Regions from separate parts of the Sus scrofa genome. Here region 2 is linked to region 1. Evidence: chromatin contacts called from public HiChIP or PLAC-seq data. All regions are on one chromosome and are shown on one strand. Each heading gives the region's core, a stretch centred on a gene start, on an enhancer-like site or on the middle of the called end of the contact. The rest is flanking DNA. Distances are from core to core; before and after follow the strand shown.

Evidence for each region. HiChIP or PLAC-seq counts read pairs in DNA pulled down with a chosen protein or histone mark.
Region 2: a contact with region 1 is called in an H3K27ac HiChIP or PLAC-seq map of alveolar macrophages. The contact joins two enhancer-like sites. A contact is called at or near these places in 2 of 2 datasets of contacts at active chromatin or transcription factors (alveolar macrophages and skeletal muscle).

What each region holds. Positions count from the first base shown.
Region 1 is chr16:35,579,496-35,582,051 of Sscrofa11.1, reverse strand. All of the region lies in intron 2 of ANKRD55 (ankyrin repeat domain-containing protein 55), which reads left to right. Among named protein-coding and RNA genes, the nearest start is that of ANKRD55, 79 kb to the left of the region's middle. Within about 2 kb of position 1,266, at least 2 of the 83 cell types and tissues checked have an H3K27ac peak or open chromatin away from gene starts, as enhancers often do. A contact at or near this core is called in alveolar macrophages and skeletal muscle, where this site is marked.
Region 2 is chr16:35,794,505-35,797,060 of Sscrofa11.1, reverse strand. No RefSeq gene overlaps it. Among named protein-coding and RNA genes, the nearest start is that of MAP3K1, 77 kb to the left of the region's middle. Within about 2 kb of position 1,265, at least 34 of the 83 cell types and tissues checked have an H3K27ac peak or open chromatin away from gene starts, as enhancers often do. A contact at or near this core is called in alveolar macrophages and skeletal muscle, where this site is marked.

The sequences.
Region 1 (2,556 bases), core at 17-2,516:
TCCTAGTCGGATTTGTTAATCACTGCACCACGACAGGAACTCCAGGAAATGGAGAATTTTTAATGATGGGTTAAAACTTCATTCCATTAAGTGCATTCTGAGCCATGTTCCTGAATGCAGGTTTTCGGGGATTAACATTAAGCATGTTTTGAGATACTAGCAAATTTAGTAATAATCTAAAATAATAAATCCAAAAGATTTGGAGTGTCTTTGACTCAGTCTGTCATATCCCTATAATTCCATATGAACACTTCCATTCTCTCTCTCATATCTTCTCCCAAGACAAGTGTACTTTGAAAAAAAGAAAAGATTACAGTAGAGATTTTGTACTTGCCCATTCTGTTTGGAATGACACTCATTATAATGGAGTGACTATATACAGGGCTGAATCTCTGTTGTGCCAGAGGTTTGCAGCATAAAATTGAAAGTGTAGTGGTCAAGAAAACTGTACAGTGTACAAGGCTTGGGGTTCAAAGCCAAGAGACTTGGCTTTGAGTCCTGTCTCTTACTTTGCTCTGGACTTTGGTGTCCATATCTGTAAGGTCAGGGCAATAATGACTGCTTATAGGGTGACTCTATGCATGAGAAACACTGGCACACAGCCATTTCTCAAGTTGCTTGGTGATTACTATATTTTAGAAGAAGTTAAACAAGTAGTATAGGTAATTCTCAAATTTGAGACAGAGGCAAAACATAGGAAGAATCATTTATGGGGATATTTGATGCCCCAGTGCACCTTTGTACCCTTCTTCCCTGATCTTTGTTATGCTTTGAGAACAAAGTGGGCTTTTCACCCTACTCATAGGAATTTCACGTGCTGGGTTAGCTCAGGGCCATACGTGATGGTGAAATAAAAGGGCTGAAGGGAATTTCTTTGAAATGGAGGTACATTAGCAAATGCCAAAAGAGGTGTGTTCACACTGTCTAGTACACACCACCGACTCTCACAGCACGACTAAGGATCATCTTAGCACTCAATATACTTATTAAAAGCAGAAGGGAGTTTTTATCCCTTCCCTTCTGGGGAAGCATATTCTGACATCTGAACCCACCCATATGTATTCATTCTGAGGCCACAAGAAGTTGCATATCTGACCAGATACAAGAGAAGTTGCTTCAGATGCCAGAGCAGAAGCCAGGCAGGGCTGCCAAATGTGTCCTTGCCTCATCTCAGAGTTGGCATGACCTTTTATAGGGAGGGCAAGTGGTAGTTACTAAGATGGAGTGGGTGAACTAATAGAATCCAATGCCAAGAGTTTCTAAAACCCAAACAGTTGTCGAATAAGAATGACAGGCACCACAAAATGCAGCTGCCTCACCTCTCTCCCACATCTAGCATTGGTACCATGTCACAGCAGAGCTCCCTGGCAGAGAAACCAGGAGGCTGTCTTTACCGTGGGCGTTCCAGGCAGCAGAATATTATTCTTTTCTCTTTCAGTGACTGGACGCTTCTTTGAATGAACTATAACAACAAATTGAGCTGACTAGAACAAACTAAAATTAGGATAAACATTGCTACAGCTAAAGGCCACATAGCCATAGCCCACGGAGAAGTTGGAGGGGTGAAGAAAAAAGTTCTTTCTTGCTCTCTATCTTGTGTCTTGACCAATGTTATTAAGGTTATGCATTGACTGACCACACATCCAGTTAACTCTTATTGTGCCCTTTCTGTCTTAAGGTATTGTGACTTGGCTGATAACTTATACCTAAGGTATCAGTCATAAACCATGGAGTTTATCATTCTTTCCTGGTTGGTGAGGAAATGGAAAAAAAGGTAAAAATAGGCAGAATTTGGGTTTAGAAGCTAAGACAACTTTTTAGGTGAATTAAACCAAAATTATAGCCAAAGGATTCAATAAAATCAATTCTGTGGTGTTAACATCAGCCTCCAAGAAGCAGTAACTTCTGCTGGTCTGGTCAGTGGCCAAATGGCAACATTGTGATTTCAAGGATCTCCTGGATTTGAAGCAGGACATCAGCCAGTGGCTGAGGATTTAGAGAGCAGGATCTCCCTTGGCATAAAGAATTATTGACAGGAACCAGGCAGGGGTTAGAGCAAAGAACGAGGGCAAACTCAGGTATACAGAGTTGGCAAGCACCGCTGGAGTTAGCTATGGAGAAGAGCTCGGTTACATGGGCATATGAGTCCAGAGGGCTCACTCCAACAGAAGCCTGCTGTATTCATGCCAGATACTCACTTATATTTCTGCATTTATTTTCACAATGGGCACCAAAAGTGGGTGTGTATCTCTGGAAGTGGTGAAACAGCCAATGCGCAGAGAATTTAAATGACCTGGAGTATAACCCTGATCAATCTGGATATAAATTTTGAGCTCTTTTCTTTATTACATGCTGCTTGAAAGATAAGCAGTGGTTCAGGCTGACAAGTTGAAGAAGGACATAGATACTGAGTAATTGAAGAGCATGATGTCTTCTGGCTGGAGCAAGTCAATGGGTATGTTTGTGATGGAAGATGCATGTGGCAGAGTGATGTGAGATTAGCCTGTAAAGGCAGGCAAGGGCAGGACATAAAGGGCCTTGGAAACTATGCCAAAG
Region 2 (2,556 bases), core at 16-2,515, 220 kb before region 1:
TTCAATAAAATATTCAAGAGTTAGAAAGGCAGTTAAGAATCCCCAACTGTGCATCCTCTGAAGTTCAAATGTTTTCAGATTCGGGCTCAGATTATAACTAGTCACAGCCATTTGTGCCTAGTCAGGGATTGTCATTCCTGACAGACATAAATTATATAAAGCCTACAAGTTATCCACTCAATGTGCTGAACACAAAGCTCCCATAAAAATGAACAATACATGTATCATATGAAACACGATAAAGGATGATACACTCCACTGGGATGTTTTGATAAAGCTAGTTTGGAGAAATCAGTTTTGCCAACCCTCAGTTAGCAAAGATCTATGATTCAAAACAGGATTTCCTGTATGCTACCAGAAACATCCGTGACTCTTGTTTTTTTTTTTTTTTTTTTTTTTTTTCTTGGCCGGTTCTGCTAAATTTCCCCATTTGGAACTTTCAGTCTCTTGCACACATTTTTCCCAAGCCCCGCATATAGTATGTGGGGCTCTGCCTTGCAGAATGGCACCTCGCCAAAAGGAAGAGTGAAGGCCTGATATCTAACCATGTGCCCTCTCAAGTTTGTGTGTATTCAGAAAAAGGGGTACTTCTTCCTAATTTGTATAAAGTTGCATGGCTAACAGAGGCTCTACTGGCCTCTCAATGTCTTTTCTTATCTGTGTTCTCCCCCATACCCTATTTTTCTCTGTCTGGTCACCCTCTTAACATCTATGCCTCTCCAGCTGTCCACAGGCCATTCCGAAGCTCCCTCACCTTCTTGTTTCCAAGGAACCACTTCTAACTCCAATATCTTTTATAAGATCTATTCACATGTATTCTTAATAGCATCATTCAAAATGCATGAGGGAAAACAAACTTCACTGGCTCAATGTGTTGATTTTCATAACTATAAAAGGGGAAAGCTAGGTTGAGCTGAAATGTAAAATTATCAAGAGCAAAACAGGAAACAAATGTTTGCTCAGCCAACCATTTCCTACTGAGGGCTCTCGGTGGAACGTGGTCTATGAAGAGTTGGCTGTTCAGCCTTAAACAGATTGAAGTGATCCGTGGCAGGGGGAAGAACACCAAAGCCAAGGGCTGCCTGGAAGCGCGGGGGAGCGCCAGACCCCTGAGCTGCTGCAGAAAGGCTGACTGTGAGGGCCCGCATCTGTGTTGAAGGGAAGTCTTTGAAAGCTATCTTTTTAACAGGATGATTGTGAAAGCTACGAAGAGGAAAAAAAAAAAAAAAAAAAAAAAAAGGCAGCACAAAACTGCCACTTGAGCATTGCTTCCTGTCCATGTCGCTCTAGCTCTTTGCTGACGGATATTCTTAGGCCTTCTTTGGCTTCAAAGGTTTCCTCTTTTCTATTTTTGGTAGCAGAACGTGGATTTAGATCTGCCTTACCCCTCTCGACTACTAGTCTGTGCCCCCAAAGAGAGTAGGGCTGCTGTTTTCTGTTAGAGATCAGTTCTCTTTCTTTTCAGCACCTCCAAATGATTTTTAATATTAAGGACATAGATTTATGGGAAGGAGTCATTGAGTTTTCAAACTGATTTGTAGTCTCCTAATTTGCACATTCCTTTCTCTAACAGGGGCATCTCAGAGATCATCTCCAGTAACAGGGGCTTGACTTCTGTGATGAGTGAGAGAATCCAGGTTGGGGAAACAGCCCCAGAACGACCAAAAAGTAAGCAAGGATGATTTGCATTGGAGTAACATGGAATTGATTAAGCACAATCCCATTTGGGAAAGAAAGAACTGATGCCTCTGTAATCTAAGATTAGCTTAATTTACACGGACTACAACAAAAACTGCAAGTTTTTGGAGTGCTCTGTAATGCTGAGGACCCTGACCTGTGGAAAGGAAAACACATTATGTCAAAGCAGCATTTCTAATTTCATGGGTGTTTAGTTTCATGCCCTCTATTTCTCAAGTCACTTCTGTTTTTCCTGATTTCATGACCACCCACCCAACTCTGCTGGCCCACGAATAATAACAACCTTGCACGAGTTGTCTTTTATGTCCATAAAACCCAACTTTCTTTTTTTTTTTTTTAATTTTTAAAGAAGTATTTAGTCCTCCCATAAAAATATGGGGCCGCCCACTTGGCTGAAGGCAGAGCTGGGGCCCAAGAATGCTGCCCTGCAGCCCAGCTGCCTCTGCCCACGTGGTCTTCAGCAGGGTCCCTCTCAGGGCTTTAAAAGGGTGACAATCTTATGCTTGAAGAGGATTATCCTGGCAAGTTGTAAACTGAAGAATCAGGCGGGTCTCCCCACCACCCCCAAGGTTATCCACATGCATCTGCATCTGGTTTGACCTTCACAACCCTCTAGAAACCATGAACCCACACCCCATGAATATTCTCCTTGTGCCATTGGTTTTATTTTGTTTTGCAAAGAGCAAAACGAACAGAACATTTTGGGATTGAGGGGGAGGGGTGGCATTTGGAGAATTAATTCTAGGCACTTTGCAAATGGATAACTGACAAGGAAAAAGCCCCTAGTCTAGGTCACAGTAGTGGGTTTCCAGTACTGGAGAAGGTGTCTTTAAATATATTTTACATAATGGGTTTGAG